Linked DNA regions of Mustela erminea: region 2 is linked to region 1. Evidence: chromatin contacts called from public Hi-C data. All regions are on one chromosome and are shown on one strand. The core of a region is the stretch at or near the end of the contact, and the rest is flanking DNA. Distances in the headings are between cores, read along the strand shown. Region 1 holds the start of MIEF1 (mitochondrial dynamics protein MID51). Region 2 holds the start of SYNGR1 (synaptogyrin-1).

The links. Hi-C and Micro-C count contacts between places; a contact is called where the count stands out from the background.
Region 2: a Hi-C map of spleen shows a contact between it and region 1, with 4 times the contacts expected there. The contact joins the promoter of SYNGR1 here to the promoter of MIEF1 in region 1. A contact is called at or near these places in 2 of 3 Hi-C or Micro-C datasets (fibroblasts and spleen).

What each region holds. Positions count from the first base shown.
Region 1 is chr6:8,866,981-8,873,410 of mMusErm1.Pri, reverse strand. MIEF1 (mitochondrial dynamics protein MID51) reads left to right here and starts at 2,949. Exons shown (of 5, transcript XM_032346230.1): 1 at 2,949-3,121.
Region 2 is chr6:9,022,539-9,028,968 of mMusErm1.Pri, reverse strand. It overlaps SYNGR1 (synaptogyrin-1), which reads left to right and starts at 2,856. Exons shown (of 4, transcript XM_032346232.1): 1 at 2,856-3,119. The coding sequence starts at 3,021.

The sequences.
Region 1 (6,430 bases), core at 1,700-4,199:
GCTTTAACCCACTGAGCCACCCAGGTGCCCCTCGCTGTCCAGCTTTGGGTCTCATCCCTTTACCTCCCTTCCCAGTTGGTGCCCACCCAGCCCTGCTTCTGCACTGGGTCACAGGATCTTCTGGTTCCCACAGCATCTGCGAAGGCTCCTCTCTGAGCACCTGTCTGTGTACCTGTCAGCCTCCCCTCTTGACCCTGGCCCTCTTGAGGACAGGAACTGCCTGTCCTGCTTTCACCCTCTGGGGCCCAGACCCTTGACCACAGAGGCTTTCCAGGACCAGAGGGCCACAGCTTGAGACTTGCCCGAGTTTCTGACCTGGAACTGATATCCTGTGTTTCCAAAATTTGTTTGTGGGCCAATATTCCCATGTCCCTATCCATGCACAAGACAGAGACAGACAGACAGACACACACACCTCATAATACAAGCCTCCACTTACTGTGTGCTCACCCAGTGTCAGGCTCCCGATGACCCCTTGCACACCTTCTCACATTTAATCCTCAACAGCCCAAGGAGACAGTCCTTTTATCTCCATCTCCAGGTCACAGATGAGGAAACCAAGGCACACGAAGCTTAAATCACTTGTCCCATGCCCACTACCACCCCACTGCCTTGTTCAAATTCAACTGGAATGGACTGGCCTGAGTCAGGAAAATGGTCCCTCTCCCCTAGGCCCTGTCTTTCTGGAAAACATTCATTCATTCATTCGTTCATTCATTCCATAATGAAAAATCTGCTACTGGTGTGAGTCACTGCTCTAGTGAACGAGGGCTTCCCACTCACCCTCCATCCATGACTCCGTAAGACACCACAGCCAACATCCACATGTACAACTGGGTTATGTCAAAGCTGCAGTATTCGAGAGATCCCAGAGGGCTCCTTGTCCCATCAACCTGGTGGGGCCCTGACATTTGGATCAGTGCTCCTTGCAAGCGTCTCGGGCCTACAAAGTCACCATGGATTCGTGGGGGTGTCAGATGCCTGCCTCACTGCCCTCCCCCATTGTCATGGGAGCGCTGGGAGCAGGAGTGAGTGTTGTGAGTCTGGAAGTAAAGTTTAGGGAGAGCTGACCTGAAAGGCAAGCCCCTGGGGAGCCTCTCCCCTTCCCTCCTAAAAATAATATTCTATAGAGCGGGAGGGTCAGAAGGGATATGAAAGGTCACCGGGTCTTCCAGCTGGAAATGTCACCAATTAGAATTATTTGGGTCACAAACTCATTTTTTTATTGAGCAAAGTAGGGCAGCCGGAAGGGTAGAAGGAACACATGTTTTGGGGTAAGACAGACATGAGTTCTACTGTGAGCTTCTCAGTTGCCTAGCTCAGTGTCAGAGAAATGAGCAAACCCCTCTGAGTCCTGGGTTTTCCATCTATAAAATGGGGATAAAGATGCCTACCAAGCAGGACCGCTGGGATTAGATATAATACAATGTTTGTAAAGCATTCATTCCCAATGTCTGGCACATAAGAGGTGTTTCACAAAGGCACTATAAGTGCCGGGGACTGCCACACTGTGAGTGTGAGGGGAGAGAATTGTTGAATTTCATCCTGGTCTCCCTATGCCAAGCTGGCTCCGGGGGATCTAGACCCTAGCCTAAGAGCCTCAACTCCACACCACCATTGCTCCTAAGTCTTAAGCCTCTCTCCTTGAGGCCCACAACTGGATCCTTCCTTTCCCAGAAAGGAGGGGTTCACCACCTCTCCAGTGCTGCCGGGTTCTCTATAACACAAGGTAGTCTCCCCTCATCTGAGTGGAGACCTGAGGTCCCTGGAAAACAGCCTTCTTCTAGCAATTTGGAATGCTTGGAATATGCTCCTAACTAAGCTGGCAGAGGGAGGCAGCCGGGTAGCTGCTCACGCGGAACCCCAAAGCCACAGTGACCCTTCTCTCTCATGCACCACATGAGCAGTGGCTCTCCCTCCAAAGACTTCCGGGATCTGACCACCTCTTCCCTCCACTGCGGCCTCCTTGGTTTGAGCCCCTGTCCTGTCCCCCCGGGGGGCTTCTGTCACAGCTTTCTGACCAATCTCTCTGCTTTAGCCCTTGATGCCTTTAGTCCTCCTCCAGCCAGACTGAATCTGTGGCAATGGCACTCAGGGACTCTGCCCGAAGATGGACTTGAAAGTGAAGAAAGCGCCTGCTTCTCCTAAAGCAGAAGCCATAGCAAAGGCTGTGAAGGCCAAAAAGGCAGCATTGAATGGTGTTCACAACCACAGGGAAATGGGAAGTTCCACATGTCACCCGTCCATGTAAGACAGCCGCCCCGGCCTGCTGGCCCACCACACTCCCTTCACCCCAGCCTCTCACAGCGGCGGTCCTCCCAGCTGGTCTCACCTCCGGGGTCAGCCCTGGCTTGAAGACAGGACTCCATCTTTCCTTCCTGCAACACCTGTGGCAGTGCCAGGCCCAGTGCCTGACAAGGATATGTTGCAGAAATCAATGGAAGTGGCCAGGAAACTGCTCCCTAAGTACCCACCAGCTCCTCTAGATACTTTTCAATTCTCCTGAGTCCCAGGCTGAGGTTAGGGAACTTGGCAAATGGCAGTCCTTAAGTGGTGGAGCTGGAACTGGGAGTGCCCCGGGGCTGTACTCCAAACCTCCCTTGCCTGGCCGCACTGGGCACCATGGAGATGCCGTGGGGAGCGGACGTAAGGATTCCGTAAGACACGGGTCCTGCCCTCGAATCTAGTGAAGAGAAGCAAATGGATAAATTAAATAACAGCCCTCGGCACAAAACTGGTGCCAATAAATACATTTTGCCCTTGAAGGGTTTCGGAACCCCCGCCCTGTCCCGCCCACCGCACCGCGGTTCTCCAGGTGGGCAGGCCCCGAACGGCCCCCGCGAGCCTGTCCTTGGTGACGTCACGCATGGAGGCGGGACGGAACCCGCCTGAGGGGGCGTGGCCCGGTGAGGCTCTAGGCCCCGCCCCGAGAGAGGTCTCGGCCGGGAAGAACGGAAGTCCTCCCGCCTCCGCCCGCCCCCACGCTCTCTTCAGTCCCTCCCCTCAACTCCGTGCGCAAGGTCGTGTCCCGGAAGTGAAGGGGCCATGTTGGTGGGTGACCCCGGGAGAGGTACCGGGCGAGAAGCGAATTCCGAGGAGTGGTAGCGCGCGCAGTCCGCGGGTGAGTGAGGGGAGGAGCGGGGCTAGGGGCCCGGGGCTCGGCGAGCCTCCGCTCGGGACCTCGGCCGGCGCCCCCCAACCTGGCCACCGGGTGTCTTGCCCCAGACCGCTCAGGTTTTCCCCTGGGAGGCCGCTCCGTGGCCCCGCCCCAGCCTCCGGAGGCCTCCCGGGGCTCGCGAGCCGGCCTGCCCTAGCCGAGGGTCTCCCCATCCCGCCTCGGCCTGGCCCCCCAGGGTAGGGGCAGGAACTGGGAACAGGCCAGGGCACAGTCGCCCAATTGCCGAGCGACCTTGTAGTAACAGCCTTCGCGTGACAGTCGCCTCGAACCTCATAAAGCACTTTTCCTATGGATTTTCTGGATTCATGTCTCCCACTCCGGGGGGCCCTTGGGGCTGAGGGGAGCTCTTCTACAGTTGAGGAAAAAAGGACGGGGACGGTGGCTTGCTCAGGCTCGCGCAGGAAGTTAGTGAGGCCAGACACTGATGGCTGACCGACTTTGGGCTCAAAGTTCAGATCAGATACCTCCTCATTCAGTCTTATTTCTTTATATCTGAAATAGAGGTGATCATTTTTTCCACATAGGGACGTTAATTCTTTCATCCAGAGTATTTTGGGAGGGGGCCCTTATATGTGCTGGGAGAGTTTGTGGAGCACCTGTGCTTTACATGGTATTGCCCGAGCAAATGGTAACTATCCTTACAGCCGCAGGCAGAGTTGGGGTTAGGAGTGCACCCTCCTTTCCAGTTGTGTGCCTGTGGGCAAGTTACTTCCCTCTGGGAGCTTCAATTTCCTCCACTTAAAATGGGGATAATGACACTGGGTTTGTTGATAGAACAAGGTGTGACATTCTGTGGGATGTGCCTGGAACTCGGGTGGTATGTAGTAATCAGTAAGTGTTCGTTGTCATTGTTGGGAGCCCTGACCACCTCATAGGTTCCTTAATTTAAACGTGGTGATGAATGACAAGGCATTTTATAAATGACACTGTACCTGTGTGAAGATTCATTACTGAAAGGAGATGGTGGCGGTTTTTGTGTAACTAAATGTAATATTTATTGAGTACTTACAAACCAGGCTAGGCCCCACTAGAAATAAATAACACTGATCCAGTATGTGCCAAGCACTATTCTAAAGATTTTTTATTTATTATTTGACACAGAGAGATAGAGATCACAAGTAGGCAGAGAGAGAGAGGAAAGCAGGCTCTCCGCTGAGCAGAGAGCCCGACGTGGGGCTCGATCCCAGGACCCTGAGATCATGACCTGAGCCGAAGGCAGAGGCTTAACCCACTGAGCCACCCAGGCACCCCATGCCAAGCACTATTCTAAACACATTTACATATGTAACTCACTTAATTCTCATACCAACCATGTGGGCAGAATACAGTCGTAATCCTCATTTTGCAAATGTAGAACTGAGGTGAGCACAGAGAGGTTAAGAAACTTGCCCAAGGTAATCCTTTCACGAGTGGTGGTGTCAGAATTCAAGTTTGGCTGAGATCCCTTGCCTTCAGCCACTCTGGACCACCCCTTGTGGTGAAGTTCTATTTTAGAGGCTTTCCGTGCATTATCTCACGCTGTTCTCAAAATAACCTAGAGTGGAAGGTAGATACTCTTTAACATAGTACCATTTCCATTTTACAACTGAGGAAGCTGGTGCTCAAAAGGGTTAAGTACTTTGTCCAAAGTCATATGGCTGGTAAATGGCAGAGCCAAAATTGAAGGCCTAGCCCTTCAGCATAACCTGTACTTTCCCAGAAGAGGGGATTGAGAGGCTGGGGTTTACTCCTCGACCTGTCACTAAGTCATAGTGTGACCTTGGCCCAGATTAAGAAATCCTGAATTTTAAGATAGTGTCTGTAACCCCTTCCATAATTAATTCTGATTCTAGGCTTCTATTTTTTCCCTTCTGCTTATAGCTTGACGCCCACCCCCTACCTGTCCCCCATGGCCCCATGGAGCCGAGAGGCGGTGCTCAGTCTCTACCGGGCCCTGCTGCGCCAGGGTCGAGAGCTTCGCTACACTGATCGAGACTTCTACCTTGCCTACATCCGCCGTGAGTTCCGGAAAAATCAGAAGCTAGAGGATCCTGAGGCCCGGGAGAGGCAGCTGGAAAAGGGCCTGGTCTTCCTCCACAGCAAATTGGGGGGGATTATTTAGGATCCCCTCCTTTCCCCTCTCATTCTAATTCCAAGGGAAAGAGGACATAGGTGTCTTCCATAGACACTCCTGCTCTTTCCCATCCCTACCTCACAGATGCAGTAAGAAGCCTCAGGTAGGTAGACACTTACTCTTTTTTATTTATTTTTTTTTGTTAATATTTTATTTATTTGACAGAGATCACAAGTAGGCAGAGAGGCAGGCAGAGAGAGAGAAGGAAGCAGGCTCCCCACGGAGCAGAGAGCCTGATGTGGGGCTCAATCCCAGGACTCTGGGATCATGACCTGAGCTGAAGGCAGAGGCTTTGAACCACTGAGACACCTGAGCACCTGACACTTATTCTTACAGGTTTCTTTCTTTCTTCCCCCCTTTTTCTTTTGGATGCAAAGGACCAGGAAAGTCACTTCAGTGACCATAGTCACTAGAAATCAGTAGAGGAAATACAGATGTTAACAGAAGTAGGTTTCTTAATTGAGAAAAAATAGGCTGTGAGTTTCAAGCCCCACCAGAACAGAATTATTACTGCCATTTTATTTCATGGAATATTTGACATGAAAATTTTAGAAAATATACTAGTTAAAACTATTGGAGCTCAGTTCTAGGCTGGCTCATTCTCCAGTGGGTTCAGTTACCTCGTGGGTCAGATCATACTCCCCAGACATAACTGGGTTCTATTACAGTCTAGAAAGTAAGTATAGTGTGTCGACTTCGAAGGACCGTGTCTGGGTTTAAAACCTGGCACGGCTGCTAATAGCTGGGATTTAGGGCAAATCACTAGACTTTTCTAGGCCTCCATTTCCTCATTTGTAAAATGGAGAGAATGGTACCTTTATCCAGTTATTTTGAGAATTAAATGAGACCATGCACACAGCACTTGGAATGGTGCTTAGTAGGAGGTTTGTGAGCCCTGTTTACTCCTGATAGCATGTTACCAAGAAGTCCCCCTCTAACCTAATGAGTATATTTAATTCAGCAGCTTTTCCAGGGGGCCTTTTGTGGTCCTGGCATTCTGGCAGGCTCTGGGATAAAGAGAAATGATATGGACCATCAAGGACTCGGTCTAAGGTGGAGATCCACAGGAAGTAATCGCAGTGGGAGCAGCTGTGTACTAGAGGGTCATCTAAAGAGTTTGGAGGTGGGATGAGGACAGG
Region 2 (6,430 bases), core at 1,607-4,106, 160 kb before region 1:
CTGAGCCACCCGGGCACCCCAAAAATCGCCCTTTTTTTTTTTTTTTAAGATTTTTATTTATTTGTTAGAGAGAGAGAGAGATACAGAGCGCAAACACAGGCAGACAGATTGGCAGGCTAGAGGCAGAGGGAGAAGCAGGCTCCCTGCCAAGCAAGGAGCCCGATGTGGGACTTGATCCCAGGACGCTGGGATCATGACCTGAGCTGAAGGCAGCCGCTTAACCAACTGAGCCACCCAGGCGTCCCAAAAATCGCCCTTTTTATGGACAAACATATATTGTCAATTTTATAACTGTCACCACAAACAAGAGAGAAAAGGATTCCTTCATCCCCCAAATTTTCCCATGCTCCTCCCTAGGAAATCCTCCAACGTGCCCTCCAGCCACACTCTCAGTCCCTAGCAACCACTGTATCTGTTTTCCATCCCTATAGCTCTGCTTTCACAAGGACCCGTAAAAGGAATCAAGCTGTCTGTAGTCTTTTGAGCCTGGCCTCTCTTACTTAATATAACACATGCTATGGAGCATATCCATTGTTCGTTCCTTTTCATTCCGGAGTAGTAACCCATTGCAGAAAGGGTCCCACAATTTGTTTCTGCATTCTCCAGTTGAGGGACATTTGGGTTATTTCCAAGTTTAGAACTATTACAAATAAGGCTGCTATAAACATTCTTGTGCAGGGTTTTGTTGAAAATAACTTTTAATTTCTCTAGGGCAAATACCCAGAAGGGAGATTGCAGGGTCATATTGTAAATGTATAAGCTACCTTTATCCGAAGCTGCTAACCTGTTTTCCTAAGTGGCTATACTGTTTTGTAATTTCACCAGCAAGGGGCAAGAGCTCCAGTTGTTCTAAATCCTCTCGAACACTTGATATCATCAAATTAAAATTTTTAACCATTTTCATAGGTCTGTGGAAGTGTCTCATCCTGATTTGCATTTGCATTTCCCTAGGGACTAGTGGTGTTGAGCAACTTTTCACGGGCTTAGGTGCCATCTGTGTATCTTTTTTGGTGAGATATATCTGCTCAAGTCTTTCACCCATTTTCTAAAAACCAGGTTATTTTCTTATTATTGACTGTAGAGTTCTTTATATATTTGGGTCTTTTTTTTTTAAAGATGTATTTATTTATTTTAGAGGGGGTCATTGAGAGCACGCAAGCAATGGGCGAGGCAGAGGGAGAGGAAGAGAGAAACTTCAGCGGACTCCTCCTTGAGCTCAGAGCTCAACTCGGAACTTGACTTCAGAACCCTGAGGTCATGACCTGAGTCAAAACGAAGAGTCTGACACTCAACCGACTGTGCCAGCCAGGGGAACCTGGAAGGCAAATTCTTCTTCTTCTTTTTTTTTTTTTTTTAAACAAAAGGTTTTTTTTTTTTTTTTTAACGATTTTATTTATTTATTTGACAGAGATCACAAGTAGGCAGAGAGGCAGGCAGAGAGAGAGGAAGGGAAGCAGGCTCCCTCCCTAGAAGAAAGCCTGATGCAGGGCTTGATCCCAGGACTCTGGGATCATGACCTGAGCCTAAGGCAGAGGCTTTAACCCACTGAGCCACCCAGGCGCCCCGAAGGCAAATTCTTTATCAGTTGTATGTTTTGTAAAGATTTTTCTCCCACATTGTGGTTTGCCTTCGTTCATTCCTGTTAACAGTGACTTTTGAAGAGTTTTGACGAACTTCAATTAATGGATTGTTTTCTCTTAAGGATCATGGTCTTGGCGTTATATCTGAGAATTCCTTGCCCAACCCAAGGTCACAAAATTTTCTCTTGTGTTTTCTTCTAGAAGTTTTATATAATCATAGCAGCTAGTATGAGGTTGTTGTATTAAATAGGGATAATATATGCAAAGGACTTAGCACAGGGCCGGGCACAGAATGAACCTTCGGTAAACAGCCTACAATGGACATTTGCCAAGGTGATATTTCTAAGACGTGACCTCACACCCACCACACATTTCCTCTGCACAGACCTGTGTCCTTTCGTCACAGAATGACAACACAGCAGCAAAGCATATCCTTGTCCAACCTGATCCTGGAACCAATGGAGGTACCTGGGCCATGGAGAGAGGGCCCTAATGACTGTAGGTCATGTCAAGGGCCAGACCTGGAAGGTGTTCTCCCACTGCAACTAGCACTCCTCCAGCCTACCTGTTCCCATGAAACCTGGTGGCCTCGCCCAAATTGTAATGCGGTTCTGGAGAGTAGGGTGTATTTATTGTGCACCTACTGTGTGCCTGGCCATTGGCGCCACAGACTAACAGAAGCAAACAATGAACAAATAATGATGTAATTAATTACTGAATTAAGGAAAAGGGTAGTGGGGAGGGGGAGGACACATTCATTAAATTTTTTTTTGCTTTTCCTCAGCCTCCTCCTCTGTACCAGATGTCTTGGGCCCCTCCAGGCGGGGGGGGGGGGGGGGGGGGATACGCAGACACAGGCGCCCACGGCGTGATGTCAACCTAAAAGCAAGGTGGAAACTGAAAGGTCCTTGGGGAGGTGGATGCTTCGGAGGTTCCGGAGAGAGGGGTTATTCATTCGTGGTCCATTCATTCATTCGAGAAATCTTCCGGTGGCACCTACTGTTTAGGAAAACAAACACGGACCCTGCCCTACTAGGTTGGGGGACAGACAGCGAGAGAAAAACAAATAACGCAGACGGTTTCAGTCAGAGCCTCAGGCACCGCCGGGCTGTGATGGGGCCGGCACGGCCCAGGAGAGCGACCGCCCAGGGGTGGGGACGTCCTGTATTTGCGGCACCCGCCCTGGCCCCGCTCCGCAGAGAGGTCACCACGCCAGCGACGAGCGCGCCCTCCACCCGGTCCGCAGCACGCGCGCCCCCGAGAACGAGCGCGCGCGACCCGCCGCCCGCCTGCGCCGCGGCGCCCTCCGCGCACGACGCCCCCTGGCGGGAGCCCTCGACCACACCAGCCGCGCGAGCCGGGGAGGGGGGCGGGGGCGCCGCGCACGCGCAGGGCCGGCGGCGCGCACCGAGCGGGGGGCACCGCGCGGGTGCAGCCACGATGGAAGGGGGTGCGTACGGAGCGGGCAAAGCCGGGGGCGCCTTCGACCCCCACACCCTGGTCCGGCAGCCGCACACCATTCTGCGCGTCGTGTCTTGGGTAAGGACGGCTGGGGTGGCCCGGCCGCGCTGGGGGTGGCGTGTCGTGGGGGCGCGGGCAGCGGCGGCGCGCTCGGACTGACCCCAACCCCGCCGGACCCCGGGCAAAGGTGCCGCAACCGGCGGGGAGCCTTCCGGACAGGGTGCCGGCGGCCGCCACCCCCCCCCCCCGCTCCTTCCCGGGCCCCGGGCGGGGGTCCCAGCGCTGGCGAGGGGCTCCCGCTCCTGCTGCCGGCGCCCTTGCTCCCCGGCGTCCCCGTTCGCGTGCGGCCCCGCATCGCCGTGACCTCCAGGCCGCGGCTATGCAGCTCGCGGCTGTGGTTGCGCGCTGCCGCCGGGCGGATCAGCGGCGGTGGGGATTGAGCCCGGGTCTCAGGTGGCCTTTTTTGGGGGGTGGATCAGGGCGTAGATCAACTCACGAGTGCACGCCACGTCTGCCGTGGACGTTCAAGGAGGAGAGGGCCGGAAACCAGGTTTGATGGCTTAGCCCGGAAGGTATGGAGCGATGCGCCGGGAGCCGGGGACCTGGCTTCCCCCGGGGAAGTGCCTCTCCTTCGCGGCGTGACCTTGGGCCGGGAACCACCCAAGAAATGTTTATGGGAAACGAGGAGTTACATTCGGAGGTGGGGAGAGGCAACTCTTCTCTCATGCCTCGGTTTCCCGATTTGTAGAGAGGTGGGAGGAGCTACCTTGGGCTCTGATATTTCCTGAATCCATGACTGCCCCCCAAGTACACCTGAATGCTTGTTGGGGGAGGGGGTTTGGACCTCAACCTGGTGCGGTCAGAATCCCCCAGCAGTAGGGGGGGTCCCTGCTCAGACCTGGGGCTCTGGGGGAGGAGGATGGGACAGAGACAGTGAGCACGGGGTGGGGGGGGGGTTCAGATGGTGTGGGCAGCACCCCAGGAGAAGAAGGCCAATGCGAAAGTGGGTGCCTTTGGCCCCCATAGGGTTTGCTGGCCATTGCCCAAACACCCTCACTGGAGGGTTGTGCCTCTGTGGGCCTGGGGCCTATTCCTGTGGGCCCACAGGGGGCTAGGACTGGAGACACTGGCCAGGGTCACTATCAGCGACCCCAAAGGACTACACCTAAGGCCAGCCACAGCCTCAGGGTGCTCAAGTGTTCAGGGTTTTCAGGGCAATATTAGGATCTGATGGGTGGGACAGCTTGGGTGTTTATCTCTGGCCTCCCAGAGAGAAAGGAAGCTAACTGTCCTTTGTCTGAAAATGTTAAAACCTCCTCCTGGCACCACAAGAACCCCCTTTCTTCTTAAGATGGGGAGCTTGCTGAGGGCAGGGAAGCCCCACTGGCTACATAGGGCCTGGCAGTGGGCCTGGCACCCCGGGCACATCCAGAAGGGTTTGTGGTACTGGATTCATTCATCTGTGCCAGTCTACAGCTCCCCAGCAACCCTGACTGGCCCTTGGCAGAGACAGAACTCCGGTGGTGGTGGTGGTGGGGACACACCTGCCCCATCAGGCGAGCCAGCTGTGTGCTCTGCTCCCCTTTGCCAGCCCCACTGGCTTTGTGAGGGGGTGTGGGCAGTTTGCCTGCTTGGGACACTTCTGCCTGTGATGGCTTCATTTAGCAAAGGTTCACCAAGTCTGCTGGGCGCCTAGGGAAGGCAGCATGACTCAGACGCAGCCGATAGTGCTCGGGGATCACACAGTCCCACTGGGAAGGGAGCCAGGTACCCCCCGGGCAGAGGCCGTGAGAGCCAGCAGAGGGGTACCCCCTGCCATGGGAATCAGAGAGGCTTCGTGGAGAAGCCTTTGATATCAAATTGGGCCTTGAAGGATAAGCAGGGCTTACCTCTGTTCATCACGTCTGGGTGCCAGAGAGACATTCCAAGAAGGAGGAAGGAAAAGTAACTATGGAGAGGCCGCTGGGTGCAGGGGGCCCGCGTGCAGTTACCCACCACTCATTCCCCTACGGCTTCTGCATCACTTGAGGAAGCAGGCTCAGACCCAAGGTTACTGAGCAAGTAAGCAGCAGACAGAGGATCTGAACCCAAATCTTGGAGTATCCAAAGCACATTGATCGCTTCTCCGGAAGCTGGAAGGGGTCAGAATCCTGGGTTTCAGGACTGGCCAGGATAAAGGTCATCTGGGCCAAGCACCCATCTAATCCCCAACCCCAACGGCCTCCTAGCTGTGCTTACTGCCTTTGTGTGAGCAGAGACAGCTGATAGAGGCTCATTGTCACCTTTAAAACATATATATATTTTTTCTGATCACAAAAGTAACGCCTGCTGATATCTGGAAGATAGAAACATCACTTGTGATGGTCACACAATATTAATGTACTGGGCATAATACCACCTCGTACCTAAAAATGGTGATGATGGTATATTTTATGTCCTGTCTATTTTACCATGATAAAAACAATCAGGAAAAAAATCACGTGTGATCCCACCTCTCAGAGAGGCCCAGTGCCTGCCTTCCAGTCTTTTTCGGAAAATGTGTGGTGCGCCGACATGTTCTAATGCGTTCGTGAGTGTGCGAGGGATGTAGCTGGAGACCTGACCTTGGCCCTGGTGTTCCATGGCGCCCCAAGAGGTCAGGGAGGCCGTGGACTTCACCTTGAAGCTAAGGAAGCCTGAGCTCCGGGCTAGGGCGACTGGTTCAACCTGGTTTGCTGGCACTTTCCCAGCTTTAGCCCTGAAAGTGCTGTGTCCTGGGAGCCCTGTGAGTCCCACACAAACCTGGACACCTGGTCCCTCCATCCAGGACCACATCTGGGTCCCTCCCTTGCAGCTGGGATACAGCCCTAACCCCATGTGTGCTCGTGGGCTGGGGATTTTGTGCCATTTGTTTCTGAAAGAGGGACCCCCCTACCCGGATCTACCCTGGAACCTGGGGTGGAAGCAGGTCCCCCAGCGCCTTCTCTTTGGCTTCCTCAACTGCCCCCTTCCCCACCCACTGGCCCCCAGGCCCAGGAGGGTGATTAGGCACAGCAGGCCTTGAACGCTTTGGCTAAATGGGGAGGAAGCTGGCAGCTGGCTGGCCCAGCTGACTAGGAGCCAGACTAGAACCTTCCATGTCTGGGGTGAGGCAGGGGATGGCCGAGGTGGGGCAGCGTTCAGGGAAAGCTCTGAGGGGCTGCTTCTGCCCCAGTTGTAGGGAGACAAGGCCGGTCCGGCTGGCGGCCAGGAGAAGGCTGCCCCACAGACCAGCTACGACCACCCCTGTGCCTCAGTCTCACCAGCTCATTGAGGAGGCTGAGCTAGGTCATAGGTGACCCAAGACTGCGGCCTGTCAGGGGACACCTTTCTTTGTTCTGGGCCCAGGTGGGGGCCCCGGAGCTCTGGCG